2 separate regions of the Mus musculus genome follow, and region 2 is linked to region 1. Evidence: chromatin contacts called from public HiChIP or PLAC-seq data. All regions are on one chromosome and are shown on one strand. Each heading gives the region's core, a stretch centred on a gene start, on an enhancer-like site or on the middle of the called end of the contact. The rest is flanking DNA. Distances are from core to core; before and after follow the strand shown. Region 1 holds the start of Tfcp2l1 (transcription factor CP2-like 1). Region 2 has its middle 63 kb from the start of Tfcp2l1.

Region 1 (5,266 bases), core at 2,007-4,506:
CAGCCAAATCCCAGCTCCTCTCTCCAGGCCACTATGACCTCCTGTTTGCCCATTCAAACCATATTCTCAAGAGTGCAGGCTTCAGAGTCATATGGACCTCCAAGGAAAACTGGGAGTCCCTCATGGAACTGATAAAATGGGGGGCTCCTAGGGACTCTGCAGGAATGGGAGGCTTATTTTTGTTCTTGAGGGACCCTCAGGTTGATTCTCAGGGCAGACATACATGTTGATCAAGTCGTCCCCCCACCCCCCAGTACTAGGTGAAGAAAAGAACTCTGGGACTGTGGTCATCAAAAGGCAGGGACCTGGGTGTATAGGCTAGACCCAAGGCACAGCTGTGGTGTCCACCTCCTGAACCCCAGGCTCTTAGGTGAGAGAATGTGTCAAAAAGATTCCAGCCGCCAGGCACTTGGGAGGCAGAGACAAGTGGATTTCTGCGTTCGAGGACAGCCTGGTCTACAGAGTGAGTTCCAGGACATCCAGGGCTACACAGGGAAACCCTGTCTTGAAACCTCCCTTCCCCACCCCCCGCACCCCACCCCCCCCCGCACCCCACCCCCCCAAAAAACACACCAAAAAAACCCAAAAACAAACAAAAAAACAAAAAAACAAAAAAAAAACAGGAGGAGGAGGAGGAGGAGGAGGAGGAGGAGGAGGAGGAGGTGGTGGTTCCAGCCACTGGGCTCACAGCTGATGAGATGGCTCAGTAGGTAAGAGTGCCTGTCTCCAAGGCTGACAATCCCTGCTAGATCCCTGGGATTCACTTGCTAGAGGGAGCGAATTGAGTCCAATTGAGACAAGTTGTCCTCTGAAAGCTATGTCCCCAGCTGCAAATAAAATTGTTTTTAAAAGTTGATATTCCCGTCTATGCAAATCACATACATTTACAAAATAGAGACCAAAAAGAAGTGGTTCATCTGCATATCAGTCCTCTCTTTACTAGACTAATTGTTTTCCCAAAGACTGAGAAGTCAAAAGCTCAAATTCATCCTTATCCTCCCAGCAGGAATCAAAAGGCTGCCCTTGCCCTCCGGAGAGAGTTTTGTGGTCACCCGCCACACACTTGGACAAAAGAATCCACTTTCCTCTTCCCCGAAAGCTCTTAACAAACCCAGAAAGTAAATCTTTTTATTCCTAGTTTTAGGTTCTTAGGGCCGGGATCCTCAGCTTGGAAGGAGTTTCCACTGAAGTTTGTCTTTGCTGGAGCCCTGAGGGGATGGGATGCCAGAAAGCAGTTCCTCTCCAACAGATTTATTTTAGGGCTTGGACAAAGTGGGAGTCTTCGTGGTACCCTATGAATCTGACTGATTCTTGTCTAGCATTATGCCTGTGACAAGCCCACTTGGAAGGGAAGGGGTGAGGACCAATACAGACACTTGGTACAAACACCCTGGGCTCAATTAACCCCCACTCAGGTCACAGCTGACAGCTCAGCAGTGAAGGCAGAGCCCCTGGAGCGTGCTTGTGTTTGTGGATTCCCTTTCTGCAAGCCTTAGCACTTGATGTGTGTCTGAGGGCATTCCCACATTCACCTCTGCTAGGCTTTAGCTTCACTGCCACCCACACCTGGAGAGTTTCAAAGGCAGTCTTGGTCTCACCACCACACACACATGGTTCCCATAATAGTAACACTTCCCTCTGTCATCTTCTGCTTGTCCACTTGCCTGGCTAGAATGATAGGAGCCTCTGGAAGGGCTGGCTTCTTGACATTATCCTAGGGTGCTCTCCTTTTGAAAGCATGTCCCCGTTCTGGTCCCTGATGGAGAACTTAGTGCTCAGGATGTTGGTTACAGAATTCTTTAGTATCGGTATCTGGGAGAGCTGGGAAGGGAAGAGGTGATCACTTTCCAGTTTCTCCCATGAGAGCTCTAGGACTAAAATGGCCTTTGCATTGTCACACATCCACAGAGTTGGGTGTGATAGCTACAGGAATGTTGCCCAACCCCTGACACATGTGACCTCTAGGAGCATCAAGAGCAGCAGAGGTGGTCCCTGGAGAGGCAGACAGGGAGTATCCCAAGGGTTTCTCACAGAGCAGCAACCTGTGGCTGGAGACAGTGCAGAGCCAGCAAAGGAAGGGGGACTTGTGTGCCTATGCTTGCAGGCCCAGGAAGTCTTTATAGACTCATTCAATTAAGCAGAACGTATGCCTAATGAGGTCCTGAGACATCACCCTGTGGGTTCACCTCTAGGAACTGTGTACCTTTCTGCTTGCCCATCTACCCATGGCCTACTACTGTTCACATTCAGGCAGACTCGACTTTCCAAAAGCCAATTATAAAGAACATCCAAAATCTTAAAGGAGCAGAAAGGTGGCAGGCACAGCAGCACAGCACAGGTCCTTGCTGAGTTGCATAGCCAGACTCCCATTGTAGAAGAAAAAGAAATGACTCCTGCAAGCTGTTTACACTGCACACACACTAAGGCACAGTGTCCTTCCCACACACACCCACCCACCCACCCACCCACACACAGAGACTTAAAAACAACCCTATTAAAGGAAGTGGAAAGAGAATCTTACCTCCCGTTGCCTCCCGTGTTTCTGACACCTGGACACTTCATCCCATCTCCTAAACTCTTCTGCATGTCACACGAGCCCAGTTTGTCAAAGAAGGACTGTCACAAACCTGTCTGAAACTTTCTTTTCTGATGCTTCCTAGGCTCATCTGGACTCAGACTAAGGACTGATTCTGGGCTCTGAGTAAGAGGCCCAGGCATCTCTTTTAAGTTTATTTTTATTATTTTATTTTATATACTGTGCAGCAGAAGATGACCTTGAATTTTGGATCTTCCTGCCTCTACCAGTGCAGGGATTAGAGACCTGTTGTACCACACCTGGGCTTAGAGCTTTGTGTATGCTAGGTGACTTCATGTATGATATGCTCAGTGAGCTAGTCATGGAGTTAAAGACAAGTAAAAGCAACAGAGAAAAAAGGGTATAAGGTCAGTGTTCAGAGCGAGGAAAAACAAAAACGTTAAGGGGAGTGCTTAGGTGCTCCTGGCCACAATCTCGCCCTGAGCAACTGCCTTGGGCTCAGCGTGGAAGCTCAGAGGCCAGTAGGCCACAGCGAGAGTGGCTGTGTCCCCAGGGTCAGTAGCTAAGCAAGTGCCAGCTCCCAGAAAGGCACAGCTCCGGCAGGTGCGGCTCAGCGCCTCCCTCCGGCCGTGCTAGCCGTAGGGACGGCCCTGCAATAACCACGCCCCTAATGCCACGCCCACCTGACGGCCTATAAAAGGCGCCGGCCGCAGCCCACTCAGGTTCGAGTGGGTGCTGCTTAAAGGTGGACGGCGGCCAGGGTTGCCGCGTCCAGCTCGGTGCCACGCCCCGGCCGGTGCTGCGGAAGCCTCAGCCATGCTGTTCTGGCACACGCAGCCCGAACACTACAACCAGCACAACTCTGGCAGCTACTTGCGGTAAGACGTGGCAACACCTGCCTACGATCGGGGTCCGAGCGCTGACTAACCTCAGGCCTCCAGAGAAGGGCCCTCCGGGAGGCCCCTAGGGAATGGTCGGGGAAGAGGCGCACTGATGCCCGCGGGCTGCTTCTTCGAGGTTTCCTTGCCACTCGCTGTGTCCCCAGCCGGGTTTCGTCGCCTTTCCTCTCCCTTCCCCACTCCAATAGGAGAAATAAACTTGCCTCATCTATCAGGAGCTGGAGTGTCCCGGGAAGCCAGGCCCCGCCCGCTCTTTGCTCTTCTCGGCCCTTGGGCCCACAGGTGGATAGCGGGAGCAGGTCTGCGCTGCAGCCCTGAGGGCTCGGGCTTCAGGGGGTGGCTGCCCTTGCTCGGGGTCAACTTGGTATGGCCCCTAGAAATCTCCTCTTCTGTGGGGATTTCGCTAGCGCACTTTAAGGGAAGAGGGTCCCGCGGGATTTTGCAAAGTTCTCTGAACTCCCTCTTTTAGGAAATAGAACTTCCTCACCTCCCCAAATTGCTTTGGTGACTCCGGGATTCTTTGATTTTTTTATCCCCCTCGCTATGGTGCAGCTGGCTGCAGGGCTAATAGGCAGGCATTTCTTTTTCTGAACTCGCCAGAACCAGCTTCAACCTGTCTTTATTTCCATCCTAGTCACAGTTTATTATATGTGCCGTACTTAACCCAAAGTGTGTTTGATGTGGGCTCAAGAAGACATCCCAGGGGCTGTCAGCCCTAACTACAGACCCTTAAGTGCTTCTTTGGACCCCCCCCCCAAGTCTCCTCTTTTGGATTTCTTTGTTATTTGTACTTCCTGGCTTCTGATTCATGTATGTTCAGAACTCCTCTAGGAAGACATGCCCCTTCTTAGAAAGCCGAGGGTTGGCCAGGTTTCACTGGTGTATCTTCAGTTTTTTTTTTTTTTTCTTTTAAAAAATAACTCCAAACCATTGAAAATGGTAATCAAACTAGGGACATGAGACTGCAGATCCCGGTGGTGGTGTTGAGCCCACAGTTAAAATTGCTATAGAATAAATATATGCTAACTGTATTACACTCTATAGGGTTACCTGTGGTTTCTTTTGGATTGTTGTGAGTAGCCATTAGGTATTTAATCTCATCCTATCTTAAAAATGAAGTTGAAGGTGACCTTGAGCGGAAGTATTTGAAATCTAGTTGCATAAAACATTATCCTTGTTTGAGGCGTGGTGTGGTTTATGTATCTGTGCCTGAGATGGAAGTTTTGTGAGCCAACTCAGATACTTTTAAGATTTTGACTTAGCATGAAAGGAGGAAGGCAAACGTTGAGGTTGAGAGCCTGAGAGCCACTACAAAGCAGCACTGTTTCTTTGGGTGCTTTGAGGAAGCAATGGGTAAAGACCAACCATACTCCCCACTGGAAGCTGGTGTTGTTTTTGTTTTTTACCTTCAAGTAGTTTGACTTCCTTGCGCCCTGTGTATCTGTGTTAGTGCAAGAATATTTTTCTTTGCTTTCCTTGTTTTTCTTTTTCAGAATTTAAAATTTTAATTTCATATTATTATTTTTTAATTTTTATTGTTTTTTTGTTTGTTTATTTTTTTGTAGTGCTGGGATGAACCTTGGGCCTTACGCTTGTTCTTCCATTTTGATAACTTCTGGCCCTCCTTTTTTATTATCAGTTTTTGTTCTGCTAGAAATTCTACAAGCCATCTGATTTCAATGAATAGTGGGTGGCCTTTAAGCCCTCCCTCTCCTTTCTGTTTGATGTTCTGGTGACTTTTATTCCTTGGCAAATAAGGACAGCAGGCCAGAAACAAGTTACTGTTGAATGATGGCTCTTAACTAATTCTCTCTCTCTCTCTCTCTCTCTC
Region 2 (5,266 bases), core at 990-3,489, 62 kb after region 1:
ATTGTTCTGGCTGCCAGTGGGGTGTCCAACAAACCATCACCGTGTGGCAGAATAGAGATGTGAAGACGCTCATCAAGATTACCCTGAATCCAGTTAAAAAAACACCCAGAAGCCCTTCTCAGCTGAGCTGGGCTTCATACACCAGTAAGTGGGAGGAAAGCCCGCCATACTCAAATACGGACCAGGTGCGTGCTATGTAAATCAGCTATAAAAAGGTCCCGAGTCTCCTGCACACAGCTTTTCTTCAGCTACCCTTATTGGCTGTTTGTTTGATGTGTGAGGATGTGCACACACGTGCTACATGTGTGGAAGTCAGAGGGAAATTCATGGCAGCAGTTCTTGCCTTTTGGTTCTGGGAATCAAACTCAGGACTTCAAGTTTGGCCAAAAGTGGCTTTATCTGCGGAGCTGTGCTGCTGGCTTCTGGACCAGCCCTTTCGAGTGTCCGCCTTTCCCAGGGCTCACTAGCCTGCTTTCCTTTCCTTTCCTTTTTTTTTTCTTTTTTCTTTTTTTCTTTTTTTTAAGATTTATTTATTATTGTAAATAAGTACACTGTAGCTGTCTTCAGATGCACCAGAAGAGGGTGTCAGATCTCGTTACGGGTGGTTGTGAGCCACCATGTGGTTGCTGGGATTTGAACTCGGGACCTTCTGAAGAGCAGTCAGTGCTCTTACCCACTGAGCCATCTTACCAGCTCCTTCCCTTTTCTAAATTATTATTATTTTTAAATTTTTATGTGAACTGGTGTTTGGCCACACGTATGCCTGTATGAGGGTGTAGGATTAGCTAGGACTGGAATTACAGTCAGTTGTGAGCTGCCCTGTGGGTACTAGAAATTAAACCTGGGTCCTCTGGGATTGCAGCCTGTGCTCTTAACCACTGAGCCATCTCTCCACCCACCCCAACCTCCCCCAACCCCATCCCCGGCTTTTCCTTCCTTCCTAAACTGTCTCTGTTCTACTTGTATGTCTAACCATGTGTCCCTGGTCAAATTCTTTGTTCAGGGACACAAGAGCCTGGAAACTCAACGTTCAGATCCGAGTTAATGCAGCACGGAGGGAAGACAGGTAAGGGCCACCGGACTCCAGCCGCCAATCACAAAAGAGTCTCCGGGTTACCCACAGTGCTTCAAAGGAGAGATTCTCGGGCCTCTTTCTTCAAGTTCAACATTCCACAATGTTGCCTCACAAAACTAAGAGCAGCATTTGGTCAGTGTTTGTTCATTCTATTCAAAACATTTTTACTTTATTATAGTGTGTGTGTGTGTGTGTGTGTGTGTGTGCTAAGGATAGAATTTGGGACCTTGGGTGTTAGGCATACTCAACTTTATTAGGGGTCTTTATAGAGGCATTGCCACATTGTCACAGTCTCCAGCTCTCCTGAATGATGGGGGTGGGGACTGAAAGCTTCTGGTTCAAGACTGTGGCATCCTTGTGGCATCCTTGTGACCAACATATGGGCCATCTGGGATGCCTCTGGGATGCCTCCAACAATCATCTTACTGTAATAGAAGATGCTCCTATCACACAAGGAATAGCATGGATTTATTTTATTATTTAAAAAATGTATTTATTGCTGGGCATGGTGATACACACCTTTAAATCCCAGTACTTGGGAGGCAGAGGCAGGCTGATCTTTGAGCTGGAGGCTAGCCTGCTCTACATAGAGAATTCTAAGCCTCAAGTCTGCAGGGTCTACATAGTCAGATTCTGTCTTTAAAAAAAAACTTACTTTAAATTATTATTATTAGTAGTAATAGTAATCTTACTATTATTATTGTTGTGTATGAGAGATATGGGTGTGTGAGGCCAGAGGAAGTTGTCATGGTTGTCCTCTGTCACTCTCTACACACAGCAGAAGGCCCACAAAGTGGATACCAAGGAGTCATGGTGACACCAGGTATATGGACAAGGTCCTACTATCCCAAAGTCACAAGGCTGGCTTTCTCTGAAAGGGAGAGGCCATGGTGCCTGGTGGGAACACAACAAAGGTGTCTATTTCTGGACTGTGGCTTTGTGTGAAGTCACCGAGCTGTGCTGTTTTGTACTTTTGTGAATTCCATTGCACAATGGGAAGCTGACAGGAGAGGAGGGGACTGCGATAAACTAAAAGTGCCATTCAGCTGAAGGACCTGCCCTTGGGGTGTGTCCAGCTGGAGAGCAGTTCCCGAGAGCTAGGGTAGTTCTGGCTTCCCTTGCATCAGCTTCCTGGTACAGGCATGAACGGGATGCTAGGTACTCTCCCTCCGGGCCTCACCCACCTCTGCCATACTTCCAGGCCAAGGGGGTGTAGTTCCTCTACTGTCCTTATTTAAGGGGACTAAGAATTCTAGCAGCTGGGGCCTCACCTGGGTGTGGAAAGAGATGGCCTTTTAAGGTCTTACCACATTCCATTCATTTTTCTCCCCCCACACTCTCTCTCTCCCTCCCTCTCTCCCTTTCCCCCTCCCCCCTCTGTCTGTCTGTCTGTCTGTCTGTCTGTCTCTGTGTGTGTGTGTGTGTGCGCGTGCATATGGCTTCCTCACTTGAGGCCACCTGTGCTTCTCTGTTTTTAGACATACCCAAGTTTGATGTCCCCCTCTCTGGCTTTCCAGGTTCAGTAGAACCCTTACTTGGCTCACTCCTGACCTCCTGACCTGGCAGGCCCAGACACCATTCTTTGCTTTCATGACCCCATAAGGAATCCCTGGATTACATATTTCCACCCCCCATTGGTTACCTGATCCCAGGGTCTCTTGTATCTGCTTAGAGTCTGGACTTTAGGGAAGGTCTGTCTGTTTGTCATCTTCAGTAAAAATAACCCTAGGAGAGCTGGAGAGGTGGCTCAGTGGTTAAGAGCACTGACTGCTCTTCCAAAGGTCCTGAGTTCAATTCCCAGCAACTATATGGTGACTCACAACCATCTGCAATGTGATCTGACGCCCTCTTCTGGTGTGTCTGAAGACAGCTACAGTGTATTCATATACATAAAATAAATAACTCTTTTTAAAAAAAATAACCCTAGGAAGCCATGTGTGACTCAAGCCTGTAGTCATAGCAACGAGGCAGGAGGATTATGAGTTTCCAGATCAACCTAGGCCACACAGTATATGCCTGTATGTTCACGTGTGTGCACATATGTGTGTGCAGGTATGCGTGCCAATATATACACTGGGACTATACCTGGGTGCTGCCTGGCATGGGTGCTTGGGATTTGAGTCCAGGTTCTCAGCCTTGAGCAGCAAGTACTTTCTCTCTGAGTGAATCCCCCAGCCCACAGCATGAATGAATGGCTTCCAGGAAGATCAAAGAAGGCCTCTCTATAGCTTCATGTAGCAGTCTCGCACCATCTCTTATGCCCTCTCGGTCTTCTGAATCTGTTTCATAATGCCACAGAGGGCTGTGTCTGTCACTAGCCCATGGATTAGGATGCCATCCAGTGGGATGTAAGCCTTTCTTTCTTACCCTCTGTGTTGCAGCCGCCTAGAGCATAGCCAGACAAGAAGATGTTCGATCAAGACAAGAGGGAGCAAGCTAGGGAGATGGCTCAGTAAGAGCGCTTATTGTGGAAACACAAGGACCTGTGTTTAAATCCCTAGGACACACATGTAAAGGCCTAGTTGCGACTGTGAGCACATGCCTGTAACTCTAGTGCTAGAGGAGGGGGAGGGCAGAGACATGAGGGTTGCTGGCTTTTTGCTTCCTGCCTGGCTCTAGGTTTGGGAAGAGATGCTGTTGCCAAGGAGCCAGCTGGACATCAACAGAGTAGGTCACCTGAAGTCCTCCTCCCACCTCTGTATATGTGCCCACTTGGGTGCACCAACGTTCATTTGTGTTCATGCACACCCCTATTCCCAACATACACAGTGACCAGATGGGGCTTCTCCTCGTGTCTCACACATTTGTACTTTCCACTTACCTGTGTTACACCTGCTGTGACTATTGATGGCTGGCACTGATCCCTCACCTCTGTCCCTGCCCTGGCTGCCTGGTTCTTCCCTCAGAACCTCAGAGGAACACTGGGCTCTCCCAGAGCCTGGCCCCAACTCACAGGAGCTGATTGCCTCCAGTCAGGTGAAAGAAAAGGCACATCGTCAAGGCTCAAGAAAGTGGGCCTTAGGTGCTACACTCTAAGGGGCTTCCTGGGCCTGTGACTCAATGTCATTTCCTTCCCTCTTTTCCCTGTCACCTGTGGGTGTCAGGGACCAGCATCATCTCACTTGGTGGAGTCCAAAGTGTAAAGTTCCTATACTATGAGGCCCAGATCTGATTTAGACCTTACCCATCCTACAGGACCTAGGGCATGAAGTGAGGGGTCTTATTGGGAATGTGGGAGGAGGTGCCTGGAAAAAAAACCTCACATCCCCACAGACCAGATTTGAAGGTTTGGGTGTTTTCTGGACATCATGTTTGAGATGAATATTTGTGTTTACTTATGATCTCTCTCTCTCTCTCTCTCTCTCTCTCTCTCTCTCTCTCTCTGTGTGTGTGTGTGTGTGTGTGTGTGTGTGTGTGTGGCCACAAACTAGAAAAAGACTTTGGATCCTTTGGAACTGGAAGCATAGGCAGGTGTGAGCCACCTAACACGGGTGCTGGAAGAGTAAAAAATACTCACCAGTTGAGCCATCTCTCCAGCCCCATGTTCTTATATTCATGCATGCCCACCTCCGTGTGTACGTGTAGGTACAATGATCTGTGATCTGTGCATGCAAGTGTGAAGGCCAGAGGTCAGCACTGGGTTTCTTTCTCAATTGCTCCTCATCTTATACTTTGAGACAAGGCCTCTCACTGAACCTGGAGCTCACTATTTGGGCAAGAGTGTCTGATCGGTGAGCTCACAGGTCTACCTATATCCATATCCCTCTTCCCCTTAGCACTGGGGTTACATGGGTGCTGGAGATTGGAGTTCAGGTCCTAGGAGGTATGGCAAGTACTTTACCCACTGAAGCATCTCTCCAGTGTCCTGTTTATTTCAGAGTCTCATGTAGCCCAGGTTTACCCTCAGTTCATGACATCAAAAAGGATGACCTTGAACTCTAACCCTCTTGCTTCTACCTCTGTAGTGTGACTACAGGCATGCACCACCATGCCCCTTTATGCAGTGCTGGGGACTGAACCCAGGATTTTGTGTATGTCAGGAAAGCACCCTACCAACTGATCCACATCTCCAGCTAAGGATTTTTAAACATGACCTTAGCACCAGGACCCACACCGGGCAGTTATTGGGGCATGAGGAATTGATTTGAGTTGTTTTGAGACTCTAAGGATATTGACAGGAGAAGTGGACTG

Evidence for each region. HiChIP or PLAC-seq counts read pairs in DNA pulled down with a chosen protein or histone mark.
Region 2: an H3K27ac HiChIP or PLAC-seq map of embryonic stem cells shows a contact between it and region 1, with 15 read pairs. The contact joins the enhancer-like site here to the promoter of Tfcp2l1 in region 1. A contact is called at or near these places in 2 of 39 promoter capture datasets (liver and neural stem cells), 1 of 15 datasets of contacts at CTCF or cohesin (the NIH/3T3 cell line), 2 of 484 Hi-C or Micro-C datasets (embryonic stem cells and liver) and 2 of 115 datasets of contacts at active chromatin or transcription factors (both in embryonic stem cells).

The regions. Positions count from the first base shown.
Region 1 is chr1:118,624,689-118,629,954 of GRCm38.p6, forward strand. Tfcp2l1 (transcription factor CP2-like 1) reads left to right here and starts at 3,257. Exons shown (of 15, transcript NM_023755.2): 1 at 3,257-3,414. The coding sequence starts at 3,353.
Region 2 is chr1:118,687,877-118,693,142 of GRCm38.p6, forward strand. No RefSeq gene overlaps it. Among named protein-coding and RNA genes, the nearest start is that of Tfcp2l1, 63 kb to the left of the region's middle. Within about 2 kb of position 2,240, at least 17 of the 459 cell types and tissues checked have an H3K27ac peak or open chromatin away from gene starts, as enhancers often do. A contact at or near this core is called in embryonic stem cells, where this site is marked.